Linked DNA regions of Mus musculus: all the other regions are linked to region 1. Evidence: chromatin contacts called from public Hi-C, HiChIP or PLAC-seq, Micro-C and promoter capture Hi-C data. All regions are on one chromosome and are shown on one strand. The core of a region is the stretch at or near the end of the contact, and the rest is flanking DNA. Distances in the headings are between cores, read along the strand shown. Region 1 holds the start of Akap13 (A kinase (PRKA) anchor protein 13). Region 2 has its middle 45 kb from the start of Klhl25. Region 3 overlaps Klhl25 (kelch-like 25). Region 4 has its middle 19 kb from the start of AU020206. Region 5 overlaps Sv2b (synaptic vesicle glycoprotein 2 b). Region 6 holds the start of AU020206 (expressed sequence AU020206). Region 7 overlaps Akap13 (A kinase (PRKA) anchor protein 13).

Evidence for each region. Promoter capture Hi-C pulls out the DNA fragments that hold promoters and counts their contacts. Hi-C and Micro-C count contacts between places; a contact is called where the count stands out from the background. HiChIP or PLAC-seq counts read pairs in DNA pulled down with a chosen protein or histone mark.
Region 2: an H3K4me3 HiChIP or PLAC-seq map of bone marrow-derived macrophages shows a contact between it and region 1, with 4 times the contacts expected there. The contact joins the enhancer-like site here to the promoter of Akap13 in region 1. A contact is called at or near these places in 3 of 39 promoter capture datasets (the C10 cell line and pre-B cells) and 2 of 115 datasets of contacts at active chromatin or transcription factors (bone marrow-derived macrophages and large pre-B cells).
Region 3: an H3K4me3 HiChIP or PLAC-seq map of pro-B cells shows a contact between it and region 1, with 3 times the contacts expected there. The contact joins the enhancer-like site here to the promoter of Akap13 in region 1. A contact is called at or near these places in 5 of 39 promoter capture datasets (the C10 cell line, embryonic stem cells, neutrophils and 1 more), 1 of 484 Hi-C or Micro-C datasets (palatal mesenchyme), 3 of 115 datasets of contacts at active chromatin or transcription factors (embryonic stem cells, large pre-B cells and pro-B cells) and 1 of 9 other capture datasets (adipose tissue).
Region 4: an H3K4me3 HiChIP or PLAC-seq map of pro-B cells shows a contact between it and region 1, with 2.2 times the contacts expected there. The contact joins the enhancer-like site here to the promoter of Akap13 in region 1. A contact is called at or near these places in 2 of 39 promoter capture datasets (both in the C10 cell line), 2 of 484 Hi-C or Micro-C datasets (CD4 T cells and effector CD8 T cells) and 3 of 115 datasets of contacts at active chromatin or transcription factors (memory CD8 T cells, pancreatic cancer cells and pro-B cells).
Region 5: a promoter capture Hi-C map of pre-B cells shows a contact between it and region 1, with 4 times the contacts expected there. The contact joins the enhancer-like site here to the promoter of Akap13 in region 1. A contact is called at or near these places in 10 of 39 promoter capture datasets (the 3T3-L1 cell line, the C10 cell line, cranial neural crest and 5 more), 6 of 484 Hi-C or Micro-C datasets (B cells, LSK cells, cerebellar granule neurons and 3 more), 6 of 115 datasets of contacts at active chromatin or transcription factors (bone marrow-derived macrophages, craniofacial prominence, embryonic forebrain and 3 more) and 2 of 9 other capture datasets (adipose tissue and embryonic stem cells).
Region 6: a contact with region 1 is called in a Hi-C map of LSK cells, with 4 times the contacts expected there. The contact joins the promoter of AU020206 here to the promoter of Akap13 in region 1. A contact is called at or near these places in 6 of 39 promoter capture datasets (the C10 cell line, hematopoietic stem and progenitor cells, liver and 2 more), 5 of 484 Hi-C or Micro-C datasets (B cells, CD4 T cells, CD8 T cells and 2 more), 2 of 115 datasets of contacts at active chromatin or transcription factors (memory CD8 T cells and pancreatic cancer cells) and 1 of 9 other capture datasets (adipose tissue).
Region 7: a contact with region 1 is called in a Micro-C map of embryonic stem cells, with 2.3 times the contacts expected there. The contact joins the enhancer-like site here to the promoter of Akap13 in region 1. A contact is called at or near these places in 4 of 39 promoter capture datasets (the C10 cell line, the HPC-7 cell line, liver and 1 more), 2 of 484 Hi-C or Micro-C datasets (both in embryonic stem cells) and 3 of 115 datasets of contacts at active chromatin or transcription factors (bone marrow-derived macrophages, memory CD8 T cells and pro-B cells).

What each region holds. Positions count from the first base shown.
Region 1 is chr7:75,453,333-75,457,335 of GRCm38.p6, reverse strand. It overlaps Akap13 (A kinase (PRKA) anchor protein 13), which reads right to left and starts at 1,802. Exons shown (of 37, transcript NM_029332.1): 1 at 1,588-1,802.
Region 2 is chr7:75,891,216-75,895,218 of GRCm38.p6, reverse strand. No RefSeq gene overlaps it. Among named protein-coding and RNA genes, the nearest start is that of Klhl25, 45 kb to the right of the region's middle. Within about 2 kb of position 2,253, at least 80 of the 459 cell types and tissues checked have an H3K27ac peak or open chromatin away from gene starts, as enhancers often do. A contact at or near this core is called in bone marrow-derived macrophages, where this site is marked.
Region 3 is chr7:75,870,649-75,874,651 of GRCm38.p6, reverse strand. It overlaps Klhl25 (kelch-like 25), which reads right to left. Exons shown (of 3, transcript NM_001122780.1): 3 at 522-1,954. Among named protein-coding and RNA genes, the nearest start is that of Klhl25, 24 kb to the right of the region's middle. Within about 2 kb of position 2,206, at least 49 of the 459 cell types and tissues checked have an H3K27ac peak or open chromatin away from gene starts, as enhancers often do.
Region 4 is chr7:75,799,422-75,803,424 of GRCm38.p6, reverse strand. No RefSeq gene overlaps it. Among named protein-coding and RNA genes, the nearest start is that of AU020206, 19 kb to the right of the region's middle. Within about 2 kb of position 2,149, at least 47 of the 459 cell types and tissues checked have an H3K27ac peak or open chromatin away from gene starts, as enhancers often do. A contact at or near this core is called in memory CD8 T cells and pro-B cells, where this site is marked.
Region 5 is chr7:75,133,769-75,137,771 of GRCm38.p6, reverse strand. Sv2b (synaptic vesicle glycoprotein 2 b) reads left to right here. Exons shown (of 13, transcript NM_153579.4): 9 at 1,310-1,474. Among named protein-coding and RNA genes, the nearest start is that of 4930533N22Rik, 110 kb to the right of the region's middle. Within about 2 kb of position 2,256, at least 13 of the 459 cell types and tissues checked have an H3K27ac peak or open chromatin away from gene starts, as enhancers often do. A contact at or near this core is called in cerebellar granule neurons and pre-B cells, where this site is marked.
Region 6 is chr7:75,779,855-75,783,857 of GRCm38.p6, reverse strand. It overlaps AU020206 (expressed sequence AU020206), which reads left to right and starts at 1,738. Exons shown (of 3, transcript NR_165329.1): 1 at 1,738-1,806; 2 at 3,102-3,233. RefSeq lists a cis regulatory region at 1,375-2,117.
Region 7 is chr7:75,753,344-75,757,346 of GRCm38.p6, reverse strand. Akap13 (A kinase (PRKA) anchor protein 13) reads right to left here. Exons shown (of 37, transcript NM_029332.1): 37 at 2,738-4,003. Among named protein-coding and RNA genes, the nearest start is that of AU020206, 27 kb to the left of the region's middle. Within about 2 kb of position 2,131, at least 40 of the 459 cell types and tissues checked have an H3K27ac peak or open chromatin away from gene starts, as enhancers often do. A contact at or near this core is called in embryonic stem cells and liver, where this site is marked.

The DNA of each region.
Region 1 (4,003 bases), core at 553-3,052:
AATACCACCCATCACAATCCTTAAGGTGTAAAAAGACTAGAAAAGACCATTTATACTACACATAGTTCCCATTTAGTGAAGCAAATACCCTAGAACAAAAGTATGTGTAGCATGTTACCACAGTCCAGAGAAGGTGTCCTGGCCACCCGATTTTGCAGTATTTGTTTATATTATGTAACTAACCAATAACTCCCAACTTCTGTCCACCTCCTTTGCTCACCACACCCACCCCAGAAAGGAAAATTAAGCACAAAGACTGTGAGTCCTGAATCCCTGTGCCTTCAGAATATTTTTCCTTGGTTTCATCAGGTAAACGAAGCTGGGTTTCATACAAAGAAAAGCCAAAAACAAAACAGAAAACCCCACACACCACTTGTCCATGTTATTCACATAGAAAAAAAAAGCAAAATGCCATGAGCAGTAGCCTTCAAAGAAAAATTTAAGTTTAACAAATGTCAAAGAAATACAACTAAAATTAACATGAAGTGACGGGGGGAGGGGGGTGGGGGGGAGGCATTGTGTTTCAGTATGAATGATAGGGTTCTCTCTTGGGAGCTAAAACTGAATTACCATTACAGCGCAAGTCTAGTCAACGAAATGCAGCGGAATGATTCCCAAGAGATGATGGTGTACAAAGTGACACACTGGTTTATCTCAGAGTCATCTCGACTGATAGGAACTTCTTTACAGACAATGAATGCACGTTCAAGAACTGGAGCGCTCCTCCTGACCCGGGCAATCCAAAAGTTTGGGGGGTGGGGGTTTAAATGAGTAAGTGACTTCGGGAAATCATGAGGGTAGTAACAAAAAACAGACAGACAGACAGACAGACAAAAAGGCACATCACTTTGTAAATCTGCTCAACGCAATGAACTCTCAAAATAACTTCATTATGAAGGGGAAAAGCAAAGACTGAAACACTCAGAGATTGCTCAATCCATTTTCATTGTGAACTCCTGAGTTCACAGTAGAGTCTAGACACTTAGAGTTAGCCAATATTTTCAGCCGAAAGACAGACACTTTCTTAGCGAGAAATAAACTGAGGGTGCGTCTCGCACCCCAGTTAAGTGTCAGCGAGCCTATTTACGAAAAGCAGTGATTCGCTAGTTCTCAAAGTGCTTGCACTAGAGCTCGAGGGGCAGAGGAGTCGAATGCGCCACCGTTCCCGGGGCGCCCACCGCGCCCCCCTCCCCATCTCGGGAGAAAGCCCCCAAAGGTGGCCGGGGCGCGCAGTGTTTACCCGGCTTGACTGCCCCGGGGAGCTGCTCGTTCCCGGAGCCGCACTCTCTGTTCGAGCGGCGCGCCCCACCGAGCAGCCGTCCCTCAGAGGAGAGCCGCAGCCGGCGCCACAGAAGCGGGCAGCAGAGGAACGTGGGTCCGAGGAGGCCGGGATCGGCGGCCGCGCTATCCACCCCTGGCTGCCGATGCTAAGAAGGGTCCGCCACCCGCGTCGCGCCCGCGCGTCCCCGCGTCCCGCAGCTCGCGCGCGCGGCCGAGAGCAGCCGAGGGGGAGGGGCGGCTGCGCGCGCGCCCCCTCCTCAGACGCCCAAACTTCCCTCAACTCCCTCAACTAAGTTGCGCTCTCACCGTGCGGCTCCCCGGGCTCCCCCGCGGGCCGAGCCGGAGCAGCTCCGCGCCTTGGCCGCGGAGAAGGACAATAGGCGGCCGCTCCCTCGGCGGCGGCGGTGACGGCTGGAGCAAGGAGCAAGCACGGCGGTCTCAACCGAGCCCAAGAGCTTAGCAGCAGCAGCTCCGGCTCTGCGACCGCCCTGCACACAGACCTGCCCACCCGCGCATGCGCCGCCTGCGGCCCGGGGTGGGCGGTGCAACGAGCCAAGCCTAAAAGTTTCTATTGGACAATTAGACTACCCATCATGTTCTGTGAGCCCAATAGGAAGGCTTCTTGGCAGTTGGCTCTGGTTGCTAAGGAACGATGAGGTTGACCGCCACTGCTGCCAGGCGGCAAAGTGATCAAAGTCGGGTGGCTGGCAGCAGCTGCTGGGGAAATGCCCACCCACCTTCTCCTATCCGCCCCATCACCGGAAGCCACCCTTCCTCTGTGCGCCTGGTGCTTACCTAAGTCGGAGCACTTACCACACGTTGACGCTAAGACTCAATAGAGTCTTCTTAAGAGTCCAAGGTGGAGCGGCACAAAGTACTCAAGTATGTTGGATGGGTGAAGATTGTCACAGTGACTTTGAGCTATTCGATCACCACAAAATCATTGCCTTTGAGTTGCTATGGACTTCAGAAACCATCTAGTTGCTTCGGAGAAACCAAGTATGGACATGTTCCAATGGTGACCCAAGATACTACATTAATTGGTACAAAAAGAAACTTCTTTTTGATAGTTACATATTGTAATGTGTTATTAAGGGAAAACATGCCTATAATGCCAAACTATTTTGACATGTTATTTTTTCGGTCAATAGAAAGTTGGGGGGGGGGGGAGCCGGGGATTATGAATATTACGCAAGAAATGTGAGGTTTTCTGTGCAGTTTAATATTTATTGTGGTCGAAGTAAGAAAGGTAGTTTCCTAGGAGGAGAAGGGTATTGACTGGGAAGGAACAGAATGGAATCTCTGCGAGTACTGGCCTTGCATTTTTATTTAGGTGATCAAAACATATTAATATGAAAATATTATGTGGCTGTACCCCTAAGATAAATACCCCATTGGGGGACAGTTTCCTTTAAGTATTGGACTCCCTCTGGCCAACCATCTCCCAGTAGATGACCCAGCACCCACACAGCTATGGACAGTACAAGTTGAACACAGTGGATCATAAGTTTTTTTAAAGAGCAGAAGGAGAATAAGAAGTTGAGAGGGATGGGTTGGGAGAATGTGGCCAAAGTATATTATATGAATGAAGAAAATGTTCAAAGAATTATATGAAAAGATTAACTTCATATAATTTCAAAGTCAGTTTAAAAAAAATAGTAATACAAGATATGGACCTGCCAAAAACTGCAAGAATGGAAGTCACTGTCATTTGGGAAGTTTTAATCCAGACAAGGTCACTACCATCATGAAAATATTTAACAGAAAGTATTATCAGTGCCTGGTGATTGTACCAGGCATTTTCTGTTGTTAAATGTCACTTTCCCTTTTTAAAATTATTTTAATTGAAAAGATGCTTCATATAACATGTTTTGATCTTGTTTTCCCACTCTCCAGTTCCTCTCAGATCCTCCCCACCTCCCTACTCATCCAACTTCATGTTTTTTCTTTTCTTCTTCCTTCATAAAACAAAAGCAAAAAGTACGAAACACAAAAATGGAAATCAAACAATCAAATCCAGGATCAAGTCCAAAAAGAAAAAGAAAGCCAAAACACAGCACAATGAAACAAAAAGTCCACAAAAATACCACTGAGTCCATTTTGTGTTGGCCAATAACTGGAACATGAGGCCTGCCCTGAAGTGTGATTGATAAAACCAGTGAGAGTGCATTGGAGAAAACGGATTATCCCTTTGCCAGGGCATATTGATTGTATATATCTTCTTGCTTAGAGGCTGGGAGCCTATGACCCCTTCCTCCCTCTAGATGCTGGGACTCCTGGCTTGAACCTTTGCAAATCTTTTGTGTGCCAACACTGCATGAGTTCATATGCATATCAGTCCTATTGTGTCTGGTAGTCACTGTTTCTTGTAGTCATCCATCACCTCTGTCTCTTACAGTCTTTCTGCCTCCTCTTCCTCACTCCTTCCTGACCCTTGAGGGCAGGGGGTTGGTTAGAAGGTCCCGTCTAGGACTAATGCTCCAATGTCTGTCCCACTCTATATGTTGTGCACTTTTTGGTCTCTATGTTAATTCCCATCCACTACACGAAGCTTCTCTGATGTGGATTGAGCAAGGCCCTTATGAGTATAGCCATATGACACTAAGAATCGTTATATTGCTATGTTCCTTTAGCAGAAGAAGAATAATAGGTTTCCCCTAGACCCAGGACCTATCAAGTTTCAAGTTCTTAGCCACTTTAGTAGTCAATGTAGGTTTGGGTT
Region 2 (4,003 bases), core at 1,004-3,503, 440 kb before region 1:
AGAATTACTCCCTCGACTATGACAGAACCTTGGCAGTAGTCTACTCCGTGATTACCTGCTTCCTCAACCCCTTCATTTATAGCTCGCACAACAAGGAAATTAAGGAGGCCCTGAAAGAGGCAGCTGATGAGAGCAGGGATGCTGGGGTGATCCGATGGCAGGATGAGGGCCAAGGACAGATTTGATATGATGGCTGAGGGATCAATAGCCAAGGAAGGTAAATGAAGCATCCCATTCTTCCCTGTGTCTGGTACTGAAGCTGGGGTAAAGAGATGCCTGGCCTCCAGAGTTATCATAGCAGTACAACATCTGCTGGAGTATATGCAGCTAGATCCCAGAGACTTCAGAGCATGATACTCTCTTAGCATCATAGGATGCTGTGATTTTCTAACTTCAAATATTTATGAATCTCGCCTCGAAATTCTACCAAATATGTTTCTTCCCTGATACAGTCAGGTGCAAATACTTGATTTAACATAAATCATCTAATTATATCTTAAGCAATGATACTTAATAAAATTTGGAGAAAGAAACTTTAAATGACAGTTTATGCAATGCCACGACTGGACTCAGTTGGTCCTTCAAACCGTGCAGAACCAGGATTTTGGTAATCAGGTGAGCAAGGAGTTGGCAGGATGACAAACAGACACTGACATAGAGAAGGTGCTGTATCTGATTGTAATTTCTCAAAGCAAGCATCAGACATATATTACAGGAGAAAAACAAAGAAGTTAGGTGACACACCAGCCAAGGTACATTGAAGTTATCTGACACAAAACAAAAAATGCATACAAAAAGACTAGCAGGAACCAGGCAATGTTTACAATTGAGATAAGATCAGCCCTATCTAAAGTCAGCTATTGACAGGAGCCAGGTGAGGATTTCACACCCTAGTTATGATTTATGCTGTTCCTCTGAGCCTTGTAAAAGCTTGCACCAGGCGGTTCTGCTCTTGCTAACCTTTTCATGAATAATGCAATACTGTAGTTCCTCCTTAAACCACAACCCTCCTTCTTCCTAGGCCATTGTAAATTCTTGCATATGGGAGTAACTTGGCTGCTCTTTTAAGTGTCTGTAGGGACTCTCCGTTTGTCAGAAGAACTCACCAACTTTCTTCTAACATGTAATGTAGTCTACCATACCTGGCTGTAATGAGGATTCTAAGTTTACTATTTTGAACTAGCCCTGAGATTGCTAGCTCCTATCCAGCAAACTGTGAGATGCCTGATTACTGTCAACACTGGGGAATTTCGTCTGAATGAGTAACATTTTTACGAAATTCCAAGCCCGGGGTCGGTTCCAGGAGACAAAGCTTCTGTGAAACTCTTTGCCTCAGGACTGTGTCCAAGCTTTTGGGCCTGCCACGCAGTCTTCCCTGGACTGGGTGTGACAATGCAACAAGGGTGCTCTGACCTCCCCTTCTTTTTAAAACCAAGAGTTAACGCTGCACGTAGGGAGGTGCACGTACCCACCTCCCTTTACCAGAAGCACAGGACAGGAAGCTGAGGCTGAATGGGTTCTGTACAAGCTGGCTGACCTTGCTGAGGCAGTCCCCATCTTCCTTTAGCCTCTGTATACGGTCCACTTACATTCCCATAATTCCTTTCACTGTTCAGCCAAGAGAAAAGAATTTATGCTTTGCTACTTTGTGGAGGGGTGTGTTCGTTTCCCTGTGAGGGCTCCTGTGTTACATCAAATGTATGGATGCTTTCCTCACTCAATCTGTCTTATTGTGATTTAATTCCTTATTGACTTAAGTTACCTAAGAAGGTGGAGTTCCAATTTTTCTGCCCTGACAATATCACCTCCCTTCTTTGGCCATGAGCACAGTGGGGCTGGGATGGAGTTTGACTCCATGTGAGTAATATCTGACGTGGAGGGAGCACACCACTCATGCTAATGCACAAAAGATAGAAGGAAGGAAGAAATGAGCCACCCGTTGAGTTCTAGCTGAGTTTCCCTGAAGAGAGCAGAGGAGACACCTACTCGGCCTCACAGTTCACCCAGAAAGACACAAATGGTGTCCTGTGGGCACCCTTGGGTCACTAGCAATGACTACCTCAGGCTAGGTAGTATGCCTTCCCTTCCCCACCCTCTCCAGATTGTGTGACAAAAATATCAGATGAAAGCAACTTCAAGGAAGAACATTTCATCTGGGTTCACAGTTCTGAAAGACTCTGTCCATTGTGGCAGGGAAGGTAGGACCACAGAAGTGTGAGTCAGTTGGTCCCATCTGTCACAAGGAAGTTAACAGCACACAGGAAGTTGGTCCGTGCTAAAACCGTCAAAGCCTCCCCTCTGAGGTCACACACTGCCCACATCTGTGTGGCTTCCTCTGCTGCTCCCTCCTCAGGAGGCCAAATGCAGAAGAGGAGCAATATACCCAGGGCTTATCACTGTATCCACACCATCTCATCAGGGGAGACAAAAAACCCTGACGTGGGAAACTCTGCCTCCCAAAGTTTTCATCCTCAGAGGGTTCTTCTGAGTGTCCCAGAACCTGCAGTGCACCCAGGGGCCAAATCAGAGCTGGGTCAAGAGTCTGAGGCCATTTTGGTGAGCTTGCTTCATGATACCTGAACCCATGATTCCTAGGAATGAGTTTCTAGATGTGGGATAAGAAGAGCTGTTGACACCTGTTGACCCTAATGACACAGCAAGCGCTGGCTGCAGCCTCCACAGTTGAATAGAGATAAGGAAGAGAAGCATTCGTCTATAAAACTGACCCAAATCTGGGGCTCAGAAAAGTTGAACAATTTATTCAAGGTCACACTGCCAAAGAGGATCCATCAAAAAGCCTAGTAAGGCTTAGACTATCCCATTCAAACTTATCTGGATTATTAAGTTATAAACCCCTTGAGATTGTATGTGAAAAACTGTGTTAACAATCTAACCATCTTCAGACTGTCACTGAATTAACCAGCCAGGACACTTCCCTTTATTAAGACCCACAAGAGCCCTGGAGCGATGGCTTGGCTTTAAGAACATGCACTGCTCCTCCAGAGGATCAAATTTGGTTCCCAGCACTCACACGGGACAGCTCCTGATCTCCTGGAACTCAAGGTGTCTGACACCTCTGACCTCTGAGGGTACCTGAATTCACCTGCACATAACTACACACAAAATCAAAGTTTAAAATAACTAAAAATGTACATGAAAATAGTAACATGAGTCTTTAAAAGCCAAGCAGAAGTGGCACATGCTTTTAAATCTAGCATTTAGGAGGCAGAGGCAAATGGGTCTCTGTGGGTTCAAGGGCAGCCTAGGCTATAGAGCAAGTTCTAGTACAGCCAGAGCTACATAGAGAGATCTTTTCTTGGAAACAAACAGACAAACAAACCCACAATAAAGTAATTTTTAAAAAAAAAAAGGCAAATAGCCTAATTTTAGTGGACAAAAGGCTCCAAGAAGGAATATTTTCAAAAATGATGTACAAATGGCCAGTAGGCACATCAACAGTGCTGTCGACACTGGTGCTAAGTGTTAAACTGATCGGTGTTGTTACTACCTGAGGCAAAACTATAAGGAGGTGTGACTTCCTATCCGCTAAACCACAAAAACATTCAGACTGTTTGTAGCCTGTAACTCTAACATTCAGGAAGCTGGGACAGGGGGATTATCACAAGTTCATCACCATCATCATAAGCCTTGTCTACATGGTAAGGTCCAGGCCATTCAAGCCTACGTGGTAAGATCTTGTCTCAAAAGTAATAATAAGGCTGAGTGTGATGGTGAACACCTATAATCCCAGAATTCAAGAGACAGGGACAGGCAGATCGCTATCTGTTTGAGTCAGCCTGGTCTCCATAGTGAGTTCCAGGACAAGCAAGGCTACATAGAGAAATCCTGTCTCAAAACAAACTAACAAAAACATGTAATAATATCTCTTAAATCGGCTAAGAGTGAGTCTTGGTAAAGATGTAGCAAGCCCTATACCCTGGTGGGAGATCGCAATGGAACCGCTGTTCTAGGAAACATTTAAAAGCTAAAATAATGACTCAGT
Region 3 (4,003 bases), core at 957-3,456, 420 kb before region 1:
CAAGGCTGTATGCTATGCCATGTGCTATGGCAGAAAGGGTACCAAAAATCCTGGCAAGGTGGACCACATGAGTGAGGGAACAATGTGGAAGGCCGATAGCCCATCTGAGGGGACTACAGTGTGGGAGACTCAGGCTGAGGTAGGAGACCAGCTCTGCTCTAGGCTGCCATCTATCTAGCACATACATACTCCTGTGTTTATAGTTCAGAGTGGTAGGAGGACAGTGGCCCATAGGGCATTAATGTAACTCATGAGGACCAAAACGGCCCCTTGTGGTACTGTGACCCAACAGCCACTGGCTGGGTGAATCATGATCAGCTTCACATCACTGATATGGCTTGCACTTACCCTTGGGGGGTCCATGGTGCACAAGCCTGGTCTACTGAATACAATTGTTTTAACACAGGGGCTGGGGGGCGGGGCGGTGAGCCTCCTGCAATGCACAGGCTACACACACAAACAGGCAGACTCTGGATCAAGAACTCAACATAGCCATGGCAGAATCAGAACCCAAAGGAGATCAAGAATGTCCGCACTTTTATTAAGTTAGAAACTAATAAAAGCAACACCCATGCTCAGGCAAGCACCATGGCTAGGTCCTCTGTGCTGTGCAGACCGATTAGTGCAGATGGCATAGTCCACAGGCCAGGAGCCAGTAATTCTCCAGCAAGACTGTCCCTGAGGTGGAATGGGAAGCCAGCTGGACCTCAGATGAGGGCCAGTGTGTGACTAAGTCACCTACGCCAGCAGTAGTAGGCTGAGCTGTGAGGACCTTGAAGGCTGACCAAACTGGTCTGTACTGCAACTCCACTTCCGTCCAGATCAGAACCCACTCTGGATGCTCCGTCCTGATGCAGTAATGGGAAGCCACCAACGATGGAACACTCCCCATCCTGTGCCGGAAACCAAGAGCACTAGACAAACAAGGGATGAGCCTGGTATCCACACTGGCATAAGAAGAAAGTGTCTCCGAAAACCTAATGCCGGGGAGACACTGGGGAGGAATCCTTGAGAAACACATTTGGGAAGTTTCTTCGGATCCTTCTTTCTGAGCTCAAGGAAGAAAATCAGACAGGATTCAGGCTGCCAGCTGGTGCCAAGGAGGATAGCAGGCATGATGGGAGCCTTGGTCCTAGATCCACAATGACAGCAATACAACCTCTGTGCAAACTGCAGTGACCGTGGGAGTCCCTCTGCCATTCGACTCATGACTGCCCTCTTATGGAGCAGGCAGGACACAGGACTAAGGCAGGTGGGTGTCCAGAAAAGAGGCCCAGTACTACTGGCAGGTATATCATGCTGCTCTTCTGTGCCTCTAAGGAGGGCAAGCATCAGACCCCTACCAGCGCTGGGGGACCTAGAGTCCTGCTGGGGGACTCTTAGCAGTGTCTGGCTGGTCACAGGCATCTGCCCTATGTCCATGGAAGCTTCCCAGAAGTCGCCTCTTAGGAGGGGGAGCTAGTGCTTGACAGAGGGCACACAGGCCATCTCCCCTTGACCTTAGGGGTCTGGTACCATCTGTTGATGAAGCCTTGTGGGTACCATCTGAGGCCGGGTTGCCCTGGGGGTTCTGTCCCTTATAAAATATGTCTTCAGTTAGACTATGCTCCCTGATGTCCAGGAGACTATGGAGAAACATTCCCACCTCCCACAGGCAGCCCTACAGTCAAAGGCTGTGCTGCTGGGCCAAGGGACCCCTGCTCTTCCCTGGTAGCCATTGCCAGGCCTGGGTGACAATCAGCCTCAAGGCTCTGCACAAATGTCGTTGGTTGCTGGTGCCAGCCCGTGCCTCTGGACGCTTCTCTCCACACGAGCCGCTGCCAGCTTTGGACACCAGAGCACAGGTGACGCTGGAGAACTTCATTTCTCTGCCTAGAGTTAAGGACAGCTTGAGCTGCTGCCGCCTGGGGCTGGAGCTGTCAGCTTCTGGCCCAGGCAGGAGGAACCACGCAGTCTGTGGGATAAAGCAGAGGGAGACGATGAAAGCCCACACTGTCCTCACAGCCTGGCCAGACTCAATAGCCCCCAGGGCTGGGACTCAGGCTGTGACACAGCTACCCGTGTAGCCCTCCACAGTTCAGGACCTAGAGCTCCCATTTGTCACCCAGCAGACTGTGCTCCCTCTGTCTGTGACTCTAAGGAGCCTCTTTATACAGGAGACCCAGGAGCAAATGCAGCTAGGCTTCATGTGCCCTTGAGAAACTGCAGACTTACGCAATCACGTGGTGATTGCACCGGAAAGTGCTGAAGGCAATGGGCGACTTCTAACACTGAAACAGGAGCCAGGACCTTTATTTTTATTTAGGTGTGGAGTATGGGAAGAATTGATGAGAAGATGGGAGAACAGAGGAACATAATGACCCTGTGAGGAAATGCAATGCTTTCAGAATGTAAACAAATGTGGACCAGTGAGATGAAAAAGGCTCAGGAGGGGGCTGGATAGGTGGCTCAGCAGTTGAGAGCACTGACTGATCTTCTGTAGGTCCTGAGTTCAAATCACAGCAACCACATGGTGGCTCCCAACCTGTAAGGAGACCTAATACCCTCTTCTGGTGTGTCTGAAGACAGCTACAGTGTACTTATATATAATAAATAAATCTTTTTTTAAAAGGAAGAAAGAAAAAGGCTCAGGAGATAGGCAGAGTCTGTGGGCTAGGAGGGAGACAGGTATGATGAAGGGCAGGTGACAGGCTGTGGACAACAAGAGGCATGCTCTTTTGTGACCTGGACAAAAATCCACCACAGCCTCTAGATGCCAGGCCATGGGGCAGGGTTCTGCGGTGTAGTGGTTAATGAGGAGAGACTGTCCTTTTGGCCATGAACTCACACCCCCTGCTGCATCCTCAATCACTTAGAGGATCAACAGTTGCCGTGGAAATGATGGTGGAAATCTACCTGCCCGGAGAAGGATTCAGGAACCAGTCCCCACTTCCTCCCCACACACATAGCGCCCCCCCCCCCAGCCCGCTGAAGGCTTCGTGGAGAATGTTCAGGAAGCAAGAAGCAAACAGTGATTTATTTACTGGTGATCACTAATACTGCTGAACCCAGGCCACCCTAGCCTAGTCCTCGGCTGCCCTAAGGAGGTTGTGGCTTAGCATTTGAGTCTAGAAAGTGATAGTGGCAAAGCTAACATCTCCTGAACTCACCAAGTTCAGACAGCCTGCAGGGCTGGCAGGGGCTAGACAGGAGTGCAGGTCTAGACACACCTCCCCCACAAGGTGGCTCTGAGACAGAAAGGAATGCCTGTGACAGGAAAAGAAACACTGCTCCCATCTGACTGGCTAGAGGTGCTCCTGGGCTCATGGGCTCACAGGCTCCGTAACTGAGCTGTGTCTTCACGCAGGCACCGCAGGAAGCAAAACCTATGTAACCTGTCCACTGGTGTGCAGTAGTGAAACCCCCAATACCAGGGAACTTCCTTAGTTCTGTGTTTACAAAACATTACAGCAAAACTATATGCTAGTGCTGAGGCTCTGTGGAAGCTTTCCATCACTGAGCTGTGCCCCCAGCACTGCTACAGTTCCGAGAGGCAGGCTGGTACTGATCCACAGGGGGTCTGTCATGCCCAGGTCCTCAATGTCCTAGACACTGGCAGGGTCCTGAGGTCCCTAACAGTCCTAAAACACTCGAAGATTCTGAACCCCCGTGGCACAGACTGCAGGCCCACCTGATCCCACCTCAATGGCACTACAAAGAAATAAACAGAGCAAGGACTGGGAGGGAGTGGGGGCTGGGGGGAGGGAATGTGTGTGTCCCACGGCAACTGTTGATGCACCAAGTGATTGAGGATGCAAGCGGGGGATGTGAGTTCGTGGCCAAAAGGACAGTCCCTCTTCATGTGTGTGTTCCACCAGCTTTGCAAGACAGGCCTAGCTGGCAGGAGAGTGCCACGGAAGGAAAATGCGCATACCAGGACCCACCCAGCACTCCATATGCTTACAAGTGTAATGGTTGGTGGGAGCCGTGCTGCCTGGCTCCTGTGAGGGCTCCAGGTGAACGA
Region 4 (4,003 bases), core at 900-3,399, 350 kb before region 1:
TAGCAGGCTGAAGAAATCTCTCAGCCAGTGAAGAACACTGGCTGTTCTTTCAGAGGACCCAGGTTCAATTTCCACTATGTACATGGCAGCCCACAACTGTCTGTAACACCAGCTCCAGGGGGCCCAACATTCTCATACACAAATACACATAAAACGAAAATAAATAAATCATTTTTATTTATTTCATATATGTGTTTCTGTAGCCTCCCCCAGCCTTGAAGCAGGCTGATTCAGACCTCACTGCCTCTGAGTATGAGAGCACCTGGGGTGGAGCCTTCTAATTTAGATGGCTCTATTGTTCTGTCACCTGCCCCTGCTCTTCTCCAAGATACTGCTACCTGCTGAGAGGCCCTTGAGATATTCTGGAGACAGTGGCAGATCCGGCAGATTGCCTACATACAGCCTGACATCAAGAATGGATTGGCAGGAGATGAGCCTCCCTCCTTTATAAGCACAGACTCTTAGTAAACTGTGGGGCCTTGAACAGAAACATGTCTTGGCCTCCATTATTTCTCTCACCGTTTCCTTCCATATAGCTCCAGCCTCCCACTCAGGAACCCAGGTAGTGTGGCTGCAGGTGGTTACATGTTTCTTCAGACACACCAGAAGAGGGCATCGGATCCCACTACAGACGCTGTGAGCCACCATGTGGTTGCTGGGAATTGAACTCAGGACCTCTGAAAGAGTACTCAGTGCTCCTAACTTCTGAGACATCTCTCCAGCCCAAATAAATAATTTTTTAAAGGTTCTTATGGCCGGGCAGTGGTGGCGCACACCTTTAATCCCAGCACTTGGGAGGCGGAGGCAGAGGCAGGCAGATTTCTGAGTTCGAGGCCAGCCTGGTCTACAGAGTGAGTTCCAGGACAGCCAGGGCTACACAGAGAAACCAAAAAAAAAAAAAAAAAAAAAAAAAAAATTCTTATGATCTCTTTCTTTATCCCAGGAAACCCCTCCCTCCCCCCTGCTGCCGGGTGGGCTACACCTCTTTGGAGAAATATTAGTCTTAGTTAATCTCCCCTCAGATAATGTTTGCTTTTTGTTGTTGATGGTGGTTGGTGGTGGTTTGATTTTTGAGACAGAGTTTCTCTGTGTAGCCCTGGGAACTCATTCTGTAGACCAGGCTGGCCTCGAACTCAAGAATTCTGCCTCTGGAGTACTGGGATTAGTGGTGTGTGCCACTAATACCAGGCTTGCTTATTTTTGAGACAGTAGCCAGGCTAGCCTCATAGCCAGTTGACCTTTGTCAAAGACAACCCCCCCATCCTACCTCCCCCCACCCAGGAAAGCCTCAAGGCTAAGGCTGAAAAGACCCAGGTGCGAGGTGCGGGCCCTAGGTCAAAAAGCTTGCAGAGTCTGACTTGGTGACTCATTCTTCATACATGTTTAAGAGTAGCAAAACCTTGGGAAGGGGTTTCCACGAACCACAACCAGGCAAAGCTACCTAGAAAGAAATGCCCTAGCAAGGTGGTAAAGTACTTGTGACATTTACAGTAAGCAGGAGTTCTATAGGCCCATAAACAAAGCTTAAGGCTGGGACCTAGAGGGAGCATCTGTGATTAGCATAAGAATAGATTCTCTGCCTGGTCAAAAAGTGAGGTCCAGGACAGCCAGGACTATACAGAAAAAAACCTGTCTCGAAAAACCAAAAAAAAAAAAAAGAATAGATTCTATTTGGAAGTAGGATGCAAGTATGTGGGGCCTTTTCAAAGGGATGAAGTTTATTCCCTGAGAGACAAAGCCCAAGATTAGGGCCTAAACAACCTTCAGGAAGGATTCCTGTGGAGGCTGGCTCCTCCTTGGATCACTAGGTTGGACCACCATCACCTGCATTCCAGGCGCCATTGATTTCCTTCGGTTGACTGACAACTCTGTTCTCTCCAAAGCTTTCTGTAAGACTTGAGTTCCTGGCCCTTCTGAGGGCAGCAGTTAGAAGCTTTGAGCACTGGACCCACTTTAAGGATTTTGCTTTTGTTTTCAGGGTTGGGGACAGAAACTAGGGTCTCACACAGGCTAGGGAAGTGCTCAGCCCCTAGACTACACCCCTAACACTTTGTTTTTAACAGTGGGATTGAGGCAATACTCTGGGGGGAGAACAGCAGGCCTCAAGGGAAAGTCTTCATCAGGCCTATGATCTAACTGTGGACTATGATCTTCAGACCAACTGCTAAGAAGTGAGGAAGTACTTCCTATGGGCGGAGCTGGGGCTAGAAAGCTCTGGGCTTCAGAAGACTCAAATTCAGTAGGATTCCTTTCTGCATCCAAGAGAGTATTGTCAGCACCAGGCTGTGAGGCAGAACTGGAGAAACATTTGATGACATAGATGATGTTGTCTGTCACATGCTTGTCTCTAATGATCCTTCCCTGCAGTCCGTAGCTTTGTGAGTGGACGATTTCACAATGACACTGGATGGAGTCTCGGAGCACAGAATGGTTTCTTGTCAGTCTCTGAGTCTGACACCAGACTTCGGGTCCTGGACTCAGGCAGGATTCTCTAAAGGGGTCCATAATGTGCTGGACCCCATCCCTCAGTCTTCCTCCCACTTCTAAGCATTTATCCCAAGGAACCAATCAGTTCCTGATTAAGGTGCACTGTGTAGAGGAGCTGACCTGTTTACACTAATGAAAAATGAGAAACAGCCACGAGTTTGACAGCAGATGACTTCATACATCATAGGACAGGTGATTGCATCCATAACAAATAGGTATGACTCAAGGTGAGCCTCAGCTGCGGGGAAACCCCCAAATGAGACTCGTGAATAGAGTTTGATGGAAGAGGTTTATTGTTTCAGTGCTCTGGGGTCATCTTGCACTCAGAGGAGAGGCGACCTCTTCTCTTTCTTTCACAAGGTTTTTGTACAATTTTTGAGGGCAGATTACAGCAACAGCAACTAAACACAAAATGATTGGTGGTTCTGGTGCCCTTTACATTAATTGGCAGGGCAGAGAGGGGGACTCAGGGACCTTCCCTAAGGTCTGGTGGGAAGTTCCAAGTTGGGGCTCTCTCGTGGCCAAGGAGATGCATTTGTCTATGTTGTGCAAGGAAGAATTCTGACATAGGTTGAGACAAAACACAGACAACTGGTTGCTGATTCATTTCACCGGACTCTTGGCCTTTAGTGATGTTTGGACCATGATAACATGCCACCAGTTGCAGAGAACTGACAGCAATGCAAGCCATTCTTAGACTAAAGGGAGTTTTGTCCAGAGGAGGATCGATCCATGCATGCCCCCTCCTTCCAAAGGCTGGTGCACTTTTCTGTTCATTCACAAATCACCCCCCTTCCCAGCTGAGGTGGGGGAGGTTGGGGGTGGAGTGGACTCAGGGCTGCCTCCTGAATGCTTGGGAAGCTCTCTCCTACTGAGCTGCCCCTTTGATCTCTTTCTACCCCGACCCACGGGACCTAGTTATTCCTGGGATCAAGGGTGACCAAGCCTGAAAAAGAAATGGGCGAGAAAGGAGCCAGACCAAGCAAAGGGTTGTCAAGGTCTGTTTAATGGAGGCTAGTAGCCTGATTATAAGCACACAGTGAGAGAAAATAGGGAGCGGCTGAGGGGGAATGATCAAAACACAGAGAGAGGGACCAACATCTAGGGCGGATGCTGATTGCAGGCTTCAAACATCTTGCAGCTTATCTTGGAATGCTGGCTCTATCTAAACAGTCCCAAGGCCCCAAGTCAAGACAAGAAGGAGGGAGTAACACTGTTCCCATCAAAGGGTCAGTCAGATCTTCAGGGTGAGAGTTGTTGAAGGTCTGGTTAACCACAGTTTGGTCTCTCACATCTTTCTTTGAATATTTCTGACTTCTTGGTGCTAGTTGTGACTTCCTAATGTTCTCCCATACATTCACTTTACATCACAGGGCTTCAGGAGCCTGGGACTCTATTGTTTGGAGACTTGTGGAGTTATTGGCCTCCTCTCGAAAGCTACCCTTAGAGCACTGAAAGATGCTTGGGATTCCTATGGAAGGATGAAAAGTTAGTGTGAGGAAAAGTGGCTCTGGTC
Region 5 (4,003 bases), core at 1,007-3,506, 320 kb after region 1:
ATCCTTGATCCTCCTGTCTCCTCCTGCTAAATCTGGGATTATCAGCATGTCCTACCATCTGTGGGCCTTCCTCTTTGAAGAGGAATAATATGTCTGAGTAGTACCCCACACTACCTCCTCCATCACTCGTCATTAGCCAAGGCTCCCTTGTAAGACTTCTGGGAGTTTCCAGATCTTTGCTATTGTGAACAGTGCCACGACGTCGAGACCGTGGGGTATGCAATTGCACTGGGAAATAAAGGACCCACAGCTTTTAGTGCTGAGATTCCCGAAATAATCTGTGGCCTGGGTTCACTGGGGCTGCTTTGTCAGTGAACTAGATTCCCGGAAGTGGCATTCAAGGGTCAAAAGAGATAAGCCACCAGAAATATTTTTAGGCAGCAATAAGCTCTTCTCCACACATGCTTTCCCTGCTATCAATAGAACAGAGCATCTTTGCTCTCAGTCAGATAAATGTTGCTTTGATGTAACATCTGAGGGTTTGGGGTATAATTTATATCACTCAAAAGGAGAGCTTTAAAAAATAATTTATATATCTCTATGTTTGTTTCATGTGTATATGTGGTATGTATATATATGTACCCCCCCCACACACACACACTCTCTCTCTTTCTTTGTGTGTTTGTGTGCACATGGGCAGATGTGCATGGAAGCCAGACATTGAAAGTTAGGTATCTTCCCAGATTGTTTCCACATTATTTACTGAGGCAGGGTGTCACTGAACCTGGATCTTGTTGATTTTGTCTAGTCTGGCTAGCCAGCTTGTCCTGGGGATTCCCTGTGCTTACCTCTCCAGGCCATCTTGTCTACCTATGATTTATGCTGGAGCTGGGGATCTGAAAATCACCCTCAACCTTGCACAGTGAGCACTTTATCCACTGACCTCTTTGCTCAGCCCCCTTCCTCTTTTCTGTCTTTCATCTACTCGGGTTGTCTAAGTGCTGCCGAGTCAGCAGTGCGGAGCATGCGGTCCTCACCCAGTGAGAATATCTTTACCGTGTCTCCTTTTACTACAGTTCTGGCTTTTGAGTTAAGATCTGTTTTCTATAGGTTAGAAAAGGGCCCACCAGTCCCTAATCTACTGGTAGGCTTTGTTGTTGTGAGCTTTTAATCAAGTGCATATCAGAATATCATTTTCTTCCGTCTTTTAGGTGTGCTAATGTGACGAATTTTGTTTTCCATTTGCTAATAATGAACCAGATTACTACATTAATTGTGGTCTACAGTAAGTCATGGATGCAGATTCCACTGCTGAAAGAATGAGCCAGTCCGGGGGGGCCTTTTAGATTCTCCTCCTTCTCTCTTGCAGTTACTACGGCCTGACGGTGTGGTTCCCCGACATGATCCGCTATTTCCAGGATGAAGAATATAAGTCTAAAATGAAGGTGTTTTTTGGTGAGCACGTGCATGGCGCCACGATCAACTTTACCATGGAAAACCAGATCCACCAACATGGGAAGCTTGTGAACGATAAGTAAGTGTGCAACCACGGGCTTCCCCTGGGCCTGAGTGGCAGTCAATGGGGTTCCCTTGGAAGAGAGCATTGGGATGCTGAGAGCTCGGTGTACTAAGGATGGACTCCAAGGATAGAGTGGCCCTCACAACCCATCCTTACTGCTAGAGATACTATAGTCCCCTGAGGGCTGACTCTGTACTGTACCCACCCCTGAGGTTCCCCCCTTGTGCCCTGACTATAAGATAACATGACATTTGGTAGAAGGTGACCAATGTGTCTGTCTTTTCTGAGAACTTGATCCTTTGATGAAAGGGTACTACAGAAAGCCACATTCCATCTGGTGCCACTGGGCTGAGCGTGTCCTCTTTTGAGCTTGAACTGTGCTTAGCAAGCTCCTAGGATGTGACTGTCATTGTGTGAGTGACCACGGGCTTTGCCATTGCACTGGGAAATAATGGATGCACAACTTTTAATGCTGAGGTCCCTGAAAACAAAAACAAAAACAAAAAAAAAATCTGTGGCCTGGTCGTTGAGCTTTCCCTTTGATTCTGGAAGCTTCTCTGTGCTATTATGAAACTCATTTTTGTTATTCTTCATATGATACTACCTCAGAAGGTAGACCAGTATGTTCTGTGGTCAGTGGGAGTCTTGTTCTTAGGGGAGAAGTCACTGGAGTTTTAGAAAGGTTCTGCTTATGTCTTTGTGAGGTTGCTCAGTTCATTTGACTCATCTCCCTCTGTACGGGACAAATGACGTGGAGAGTTTAGACTGCTGCATCTCCTCTATGAGGCTGCCCCCTGGAGGTGAAGTAGCAGACAAAGGCAGGACATATGATAGGCTCCAGGTCATATTTTTCTCCAGGATAGCATGGGCCCCTTGAAGTTGCCCTCTGAAATTGTACCTAGTAAGGTCACTGAGGTAAGTGGTGGGTGAGTGACCATAGAATTATGCGGAATTTCTGGAGGTGCTATGGCTTAGACACATCGCTCCCAGTGCCATTAACTCCCTATCCACCACATTATCACAAAATTGGCACTGTCACGGGGTCCCCTCTGAAGCTGATTGAATTCAAAACGTATCTGTCTTCATGGACAAATTTGAAAATTTACCATGCTTTTGTCTTTTGTGTTATGCTGCCACCTGGTGGTCAGAACATAACAATACCTCTTCTTTCCAAGCCCCAAGCTGTTGATCCTCCTAGGCATCCTTTTTGTCCTGTATTCCCCTCCACCCCCCCGCCCCGTCCCCCTGCCTCCCCGCCCCCCCCCCGCCCCATGACATCATGCACATGTTGCTTTAAAATGTAGACGAAAATGCTTTATTTTACTGAGTAAACACATGGCGAAAATGAAGGGCCTCAGACTCCCTCCGTGTACTGTAGGTCCCACTGAAAGCCAATCCTTATCCTTCCGAGAAACCTTGACCTCAAGAAGAAATCAAAGTGCACAGGCCACTTTTGGCCCCACGCCAAGAGATCAGCCACTGGTACATTTTATGGGACATAAGTGCTCTCTGCATTCCAACATAGTGTTTGCCTCAGAGTTTGTGAGATTTTCAAATTGCAAGAAAGGCAAAGGATTAAATTCATATTTTATAATTCTTAGCCAAAATGCCAGGTTAGGTTACCCTTACTAGTAATTAAGAGAAAGATTGGGCTCCCGTCTGCGTATGTATTAACTAAGTAGCTAACTAATTGATGGGACTGCTTCAAGGAGACAGCACCCGCTTGTGAGTGGGTTAGTGTGGGGAAGGATACCAGGGAGAGGTGCCTGATTCCTGTCTGTGAGAGTTCAGGAAGCCATGACCTGATTTCCATTTTTCTTTTTGGCAGAAGGGAAGTTGAAGCTGTACTCTGAACCCTTGGGGTTGGGTTTGCAGTGGGACTGCACCTCCATTCACAGAGGTGACTTGCCATTGAGGAATAGAAAGGCTTTTTATTAAAAAGTCATATGAAGTCAACAGGGCTTCCATTAAAGGTCAGCTGCGAGTAGCTCAGAGTGCAAACGAGGCTCGTGATTCACCATTAAATGAGGTTGGGAGCATGGCAGGAAGCAGAGGGGGAGGCAGAGTCAGGCAGTGAGCAAAGGTGGATCCCATGCACTGCGTGAAAGGTCACGATGCCACCAGGGTCCCTTTTTAGTAGCACATAAATAAGATGTGGGTTTTAACACTAATGGTGGCTAATTTCAATATAGTAAAGTCCCTTGCAAATGCCAACAGTAGGTGGTGAACATAGGCAATTGCCGCAATATACTGGGCTGTCCGTCTCACAACCTGCACTTGAAGGTTACCGTTCACATATGGAACACATATTAAACTATGTGGTAGAATTTCTCAGTACCACTTCTTGCTTTGTGTGGGTCACGTATACATTCTTCTTGACAGTCTTTCTGGGCACTTTGTAATTTTTGCTGGGCACTGAAAACAGGATCTCTTTCTCCCAATAAAAGGTTTATGATTGCAAATACATAAGAAACCTGTTGACTATCGGAGGCTTATTTTGTGCCTAATTGAGCTCCTAAGACTCTTCTTCATTATTGGTTCTGT
Region 6 (4,003 bases), core at 489-2,988, 330 kb before region 1:
AGACACACAAGAAGAGGGCATCGGATCCCATTACAGATGGTTGTAAGCCGCCATGTGGTTGCTGAAATTTGAATGAACTCAGGACCTCGGAAAGAGCAGAGGCAGCAGCTGCTTCTTCTTCTTCTTCTTCTTCTTCTTCTTCTTCTTCTTCTTCTTCTTCTTCTTCTTCTTCTCCTTCTCCTTCTCCTTCTTCTTCCTCCTCCTCCTCCTTCATCCTCCTCCTCCCCCTCCTCCTCCTCCTTCCTCCTCTTCCTCCTCCTCCTCCTCCTCCTCCTCCTCCTCCTCCCCCCCACTTCATCTCCTCCTCCTCCTTCTTTTTGGTTTTTCGAGACAGGGTTTCTCTGTGTAGCCCTGGCTGTCCTGGAACTCACTCTGTATACCAGGCTGGCCCTGAACTCAAATCTGCCTCCCTCTGCCTCCCAAGTGCTGGGATTAAAGGTGTGTGCCACCACTGCCCGGCAGTATCTGGTCTCTTTTTTTTTTGTTTCTGGTCTCTCTTAATAATACATTTCTGAGTCACACAGAAGGAAAGGGGCATGAATACATTTCTGAGTCACACAGAAGGAAAGGGGCATGAGGAGAAACAGAACACATCTGACCCTTGGCTTATCTTCAGTGATGGTCAAACCTCAGTGGATAGGTGGCTGACTTAAGATGTGGATACTCACAGTGTGGAGAGTCCTTGATGCAGCTTCAAGGATATTGGCAAGAATATTTACTTTTGGCTTGGAGGACAAGGGAGGAGGCTCAGATAAGAATAATGTACTGTGTTCCTTGTGTCTTGGTCATCCTGTTTATTGCCTTGTTTGACTACATTGTCTTTAATCTAAGAACTGACCTTAGATGACATAAAAGCAAGCTGGAGAAAAATAAACCCACATCAGCCCTGGTTGGGGTCGTGTTATAATGTTGTTTAATTGTCTTTTCTTTCTTTAACCTCCCTCCCTCCTTTGAGACCCCGATGACTGAGCTGGCTTCATGCAGAAGGAAAGGGGCGTGGGGAGAAGCAGAACACATCTACCCTTGGCTTATTTTCAATAATGATCAAGCCCCAGCAAATGTGAATGTGTGGCTGACTTAAGATGTAGATACTCACACCATGCTTCATCTTTACAAGGTCACTGCTGCAGGCCATGGGACTCCTGGAATGCAGTTTGTTGCCTTGAGTAAACCAAGATTTGGTTTTGGTTTTGGTTTTGGTTTTGGCTTTTGTTTTTTTTCCGAGACAGGGTTTCTCTGTGTAGCCCTGGCTGTCCTGGAACTCACTTTGTAGACCAGGCTGGCCTCGAACTCAGAAATCTGCCTGCCTCTGCCTCCCGAGTGCTGGGATTAAAGGTGTGCGCCACTACTAAACCAGGGTTTTACTGGGTGGGGGTGGGGGCGGATTAAAACATTTGCGTTGCAATCTAACTAGGTGTGGGAGGCAAAAATATATGAATCCTTTGTTCTTTTTTCTGAGTTCGAGGCCAGCCTGGTCTATAAAGTGAGTTCCAGGACAGCCAGGGCTATACAGAGAAACCCTGTCTCGAAAACAAACAAACAAAAAAAGAATCAGGTGGCACTAACTTTTCTTTCCCCTCCCGGCCCCTCGCTGGACCAGAGGCTGGGGCAGCCCACCCCTTCCTCCAAATGCAGCTGTAGTATGGGTTCGTCGGGCCATCCGTCACAAATCTACGGCCTCTGATTGGCTTTTGTGCTTAGGAACCATAAAATGGGGCGGGAATTGGGGAGAAATTGGCTTTTTGGCGGCAGCACTGCGTCAGCGGCGGCGGCGGCGGCAGGGACTTGCAGTGCGTGAGCTGCATGGTGAGTACCGGGTTGAGTCCTGGCCGACCGTGTTCGCAGTGCCCGTTATCCGGACGGCCTCCTTGCGGCAGGAGCGCCCGGAAGCGTGTGGAACCGTGGGTCCGGTTTACTGGGTCGGGGAGTTTGGGTCGAGATAGCAGCCGGACTCCATTTAAGACCAGGAGTCATTTTGAGATTCTGCCTCAGTTAGGTTAAAGTTTTTTGGGGTGGGGTGGGGGCTAGAGGGTTTCGAGACAGGGTTTCTCTGTGTAGCCCTGGCTGTCCTGGAACTTACTTTGTAGACCAGGCAGGACTCGAACTCAGAAATCCACCTGCCACTGCCTCCCACGTGCTGGGATTAAAGGCGTGCACCACCACTGCCCGGCTAGGTAAAAGTTTTTTGTTTTGTTTTGTTTGTTTTTTGAGACAGGGTTTCTCTGTGTAGCCCTGGCTGTCCTGGAACTCACTTTGTAGACCCGACTGGGGTAAAAGTTTTAATATTCTGTTTCTTGGAGTTAGGCTGTGCCCGACAGATGTTTTGTACCTTGTGCTCCAGGAAGAGTTCTATAACTGCCTTGTGCTCTCTGTAAACCCGCCTGCTTGCAAAATACCTCTCTCTCCCATTGGTTTTGTCCTATAAGAGAAGTATGGGAAATTTAGGGGGAGACAGCTGTGCACAGACTTGGCTGTGCACGGAATAAGGTGTTCTTTATCCTCATTCGGTGGGATTAATAAATTAATTAATTTTGGAGGCTCCAGTGATATAAGAAGCTGTTAGGGTCCATAAACTGTATAAACATAGATTTCAGTCAGGGATAGTTTATCGAACGCACATCCTAAGATTGATCAATCAGAGATGTAGCTCAGACTCTACAGCTGGAAGCTACAACCCTGAATGTTTTCTAGGGTCAGTTTATAGAGGTTAAAACCCCACAGGGAGCTTTTATAAGCAGGTACTGGGCGGGCTGCAGGTGGTCTGCCTTTCCCAAGTTGTTACTAGTTTAGGCATAACAGTTGAAGCTGGTTTCTATTTTGGTTGGTCCCAAGTGAAGGCTGTGGTTGGGGAATTTCTAAGAACCTCAGAACAGAACAGGATATATGGCCAACTTGATCTCTCTCTGAGCCAAACTGTTGTCAGCAGTATGAGGTGGCTGACAAGCATGAGGCAGGAGGGTTACAGCTAAATTGGGGGGGGGGGGCGGGGGACGGAGGGGGGGGTGGGGGGGCGGGGGGGGAGGGGCTAAGCTAGGGCGGAGGGTAGCTTTAACAAATCCCTACCCAAATTCAGAACCTGGACCCTTCCCTTCAAACCTCAGGTACCAGAGCACCACTGCCCAGGGTGTGCACCTTGAGACGTTCCAAGGCCCCTGCAGGCTTGATTTCAGTTCGGAGGTCCACAGCTGCAGGAAAAGAAACCCAGCAAGCACCTGGATGAGGAGCCTTCATTGGTAAGTCATTGCTTTCCTTACGTAACATCTGGTCCTCTTCTACTAGGATCCCATCTGGATACAGTGTCTTAGGAGATAGATGAACTCCTGTCCAGGGCACTAGGGAGAGGTCACACTGCCTTCTTGGTCCTGTGTGTCCTGTTCTGTTTTGTTTGCCTTTTCTGTTTTTTGTTTTGTTTTGTTTTGTTTTTTGTTTTTGTCCTGAGTCTTCTGAGGTTTGGGTTTGGGGTGACTGGAAGACAAAATGGGTAACAAGACTAGTAAACCCTACATACAGAACTCCCCACTGCTTCACTCCTGTCAGTGCCCATCTCAATCCAAACCCCGATCTCAGCCCTCACCTCAGCCCTCACCTCAGTCCTCACCTCAGCCCTCATCTAAATCCAAACTCCGATCTCAGCCCTCATCTAAATCCAGACCCCGATCTCAGCCCTCATCTAAATCCAAACCCCGATCTCAGCCCTCACCTCAGCCCTCACCTCAGCCCTCATCTAAATCCAAACCCCGATCTCAGCCCTCATCTAAATCCAGACCCCCCAAATCCTCACCTCCACCCCCACCCCACCAGCCGGACCACTCCCCGCCCTTCCCCCTCCCCACATCCGATTGGGATTTACTTCCTTATGCTTCTAACTGTCGTCAGACTGGGTCCTCCTCCCTCACCAGGTCTCCTGCTGCTGATCTTTCTAACCGGAACACCCAGAGCCCTCCTTTGAGCACCAGCGGGAGCTGTATAGCCTATGTACCTTTAACGACCACTGCTCTCTTAA
Region 7 (4,003 bases), core at 882-3,381, 300 kb before region 1:
CGAAGTCAGGCGCCAGGCATCGGGCACTCTGGATCTTATTTCTGGAACATTGATCCTCCTTGACAGCCTTGGGGGTCAGGCTGGGCTCAGGCGTGACTTATGTCCTTGGATAGCATGGGAACTCAGGAAGAGATAGGGAAGAGGGGACTATAATTTAGCTTTTACAGCCTCAGGTGCCAAGAAAGGAATAGGAAGGAAGGGGGGTGATAACCAGCTCTTAGTACAAGGCCATTTGGCCTGTTAGGGAGATTGTGAAGGGCTCACTTTCTCACGGGATGGTCTCTGACAGGTTCTATAAGAAAGCAAGCTGAGCAAGCCAGGGGAAGCAAGCCAGTAAGTAACATTCCTCCATGGCCTCTGCATCGGCTCCTGCTTCCTGACCTGCTTGAGTTCCAGTCCTGCATCTTTTGGTGATCAACAGCAATGTGGAAAGTGTAAGCTGAATAAACCCTTTCTTCACCAACCTGCTTCTTGGTCATGATGTTTTGTGCAGGAAGAAAACCCCTGACTAAGACACAATGGTTTCCACCTTAATCCCAGCACTCGGGAGGCAGAGGCAGGTGGATTTCTGAGTTCGAGGCCAGCCTGGTTTACAAAGTGAGTTCCAGGATAGCCAGGGCTATACAGAGAAACCCTGTCTCGAAAAAAAAACAAAAACAAAAAAAACAAAAACAACAACAAAAAAAAAAACCCCACAATTGTTTCTATTGCTATGACTTAAAAAAAAAAAAAAAAAAAAAAAAAAAAAAAGGGCCATAGGCTGGAGAGAGATGGCTCAGCAGTTAAGAGTACTGACTGCTCTTCTAAAGGTCCTGAGTTCAATTCCCAGCAACCACATGGTGGCTCACAACCATCTGTAATGGGATCTAGTGCCCTCTTCTGGTGTCTGAAGAGAGCAAAGTGTACTCACATATAAAATAAATACGTCTTAAACAAACAAACAAACAAACAAAAAAACCAAAGACCAAAGCAAGTTGGCTAACACTTTTAATGTAGTCAGGACAGGAACTCATACAGGGTAGGAACTACCACAGCTTGAGGTGGTCCAGGCCCCACTTCATTCAGAGGCTGGGCAGGGTGGGCAGTTCAGGATGGCTCATAGGAGACAAAGGAGCGAAATGAGGTCTAGCTCTCTGCTGGCAGTCTCAAGAAGCTCCCGCATCCCTGCTGGGTAAATCTTTCCAGGAAAAAGTTGCAAAGTCCAAGCTTCTAGAAGCTTGGTGGAGTAATTACCATATGAAAGCGGGTAGGGTGTGGGGACTGTCACTTGGATACCCTGGGAACTGGGATGGCAGAGGGGAGCTATGGGCAGTACTTGGCTCAGTTCCTCTAGGCTGGAGCATTCACCACTCCCAGGCTCTTCCCTGTCTGCATTTTCCACTTCTGACGCCTAACGAACACCACCGTAGGATGGCAGAACTGTTGGGACTGAGAGGCGGGTGCTGGACCAGTGGGATCTTAGGTCCACAGCTTGTTGCTATGCTCAGTTTTGTTGTTGCTGGACCATTGGGATCTTAGGTTCACAGCTTGTTGCTATGCTCAGTTTTGTTGTTGCTGTCAAGGAAATCATAAGACCAGGAATAGCAACCTGCCTGTCTCATGTGCAAGCTCTTTCTTCCCTGGTTGTGTAGTCCCTGTGGTTTCCTGATGCTCCTTCCCCACTGTGGGTTTAGGCCTCTGTCTGGCTGTGTGAAGCAGTCACTCCGGCTTTCTAGGCAGAGCCTCCCAGAAGGAAGGTCCCTAATAGAAAAGATACAACTGGCTACCCTTGCCATGGGCAGTCCCTTGGGATGGAGACCTTCAAACAGCAATGGCCACTTTCACACATCAGGTTTGTGCTATGGTGGAGGCCCTATGCACAATGATTTCCCTTCGGGACCAGCAGGAGGGTACCATCCTACAGAAGGGCCATCCAGGGTTCTTGGAGCCTTGTGCTTTGTGCCTCCCAACCCCACCCCCACCCCTTGGCCCCGATTTGACTCCCAGCCCTTTCTCTGGCTCAAAACCAGCTACAGTGGAGGTGAATGCCTCCACAGGAACCATTGTTCCTTCAGGCTGAGAGTCTGCAATCAGACCCACTGGGGTGAGACAGATGAGCCAAGCTGGATGCTCAGTGGGGGAGTAAGACAGCCAGGGGTAGAAGATGTTGAAAAGGGGTCAGTATTCCAGGGACTTGCAGGGGAATGGCTATTGCTAAGGTTACAAATGCCTCTGCTAAAAAATGTATGCACTTCCAAGTTCATGGGCAGACTGGGACCTTGGAGAGCCTGGCAGGCTGGTTGTTGGAATGAAGGCGGCAGTTAGGATCCCAGGGAGCTTTGCCCATGGCTTCTGTGCCACTAGATGGTATAATTCCTCAAAGTCCAGAGAACATTAGCTCATCTGCCTGGGGACAGCAGCCCAAGCAGTGCGTGTGGACCAGCCAGTCTGACCTGGTGTGTCTTTGCAGTGTTCCACGTGCATGGGACTTGGTTCCTGAGGTTGAGTTAACCAAGATGGAACATGTAGTCAGCAGAGCAGCTTGAACCTGACTGTGCTGACTTCATGGACGCTTGGTTTGGACTCTGACTTAGGGTGGATGGGTCAGTGACCCTGGAGGTTTGGGGCGGATCTCCTGGTTTTGCCTGCTGTGGGAGGCCACTCCTCCTTACACCCTACTCCCAACAGCACAGAAACAGATGGCTTGCCAGGGTAGGGAGGTGAATACTCCCTTACCACAAATACATCACGGCAGAGGTCAAGATCTCAAAGACATTTATTATTTTTGAAAGGTCTGAGGGGGACTTTACAAGAGTTTGAAGCCAGTAACTACAATGGATGATAAATAAAATACAAAGCCAGTATGTTGTGGCAAATTTCCAGAAAACACACTGAAAAATCTTTACAGTTCAAAACTGCTTAATTTTATACATAATTACAAATTACTATACAGCACTTGGGTTTAACCCGACTTTTTATTTAATAGGGCTTAGTACAGAAATGTTCATACAGCATTTGGAGACGACTTAACAAGAACAGAGGTATAGATAGGTGTATCCTGCCCACCTTCTGTAGAGCCCAGGCCTCAGGAAGAAACCTGAGACAAGCCAATCCCAGCAGGTGTCAACCAAGGCAGGGCAGCTGAGGCTAGCAGGGTTCTAAGGCATAGGTTCTGTGCTTGCTGCAGAGGCCCTCTGGGGTCTGAGGCAGTAGCGCCTGCCTGGTTTCTCCGCAGGGCACACTTGCAGTAGTGGGGCAAACCCACTTTACACCTTAGTTGAGATGGAGAAGTAACTCAGGACCTGTTGATCATTTGACAAAGTAAGTCTTGTGAGTGCAGGAAAAGGCTTCTGCCACCCCTCCCCGCTTATGGCAGCATTAGAATACTTTGCATTTCTCCACCTGGCCAGCAGGCAGCAAACTTAACTAGGAATGTTATGCTACAAGAAAGAAAACAAGGAGCTGGTCTCTGCAGGGGTGTGTGTGTGTGTGTGTGTGTGTGTCGCTGCTTCTCTTACAGGCACCCATACACAGGTATCCAGACAAGGACGCCCACACTCCGTGACTGTCTTCTGGGTACGTATCAAAGGCAACTTAAGAGCCTTGGCAAGAACAGTGGGTGAGGTGACAAGAGCCTCGGGGATAGGAGGAGACATTACAAACTTGCATGGAGAGGACTGTAGGCAAGCTCTGGCCTACGGGCCCAGGTTGTGTCCTTTACTAAGCCTGTGTGTACTGATGTTACCCTGAATGGTTCATCACATCTGTGCTTGCTGTTGCTATGAGGGAGGCTGGGAAGAACCAGTGTGGCAGTGGGCGGGGCTAGCAATGGGCGGCGCTAGCGTGACCCTCAGAAGACTCAGTTCGTACCTTTTGAAACAGAAAAAAAAAAAAAAAATCAATCGTGGTGAGGGCTTCTTCCCTGCAGGTGACTTCCGTGAGAGTGGGGAGGTGGGGGCATGCTGGCATGTCTTTATTTTAACCCTCTCCATCTTCTAAGAAAACAGTTAACAGATTTGATTGT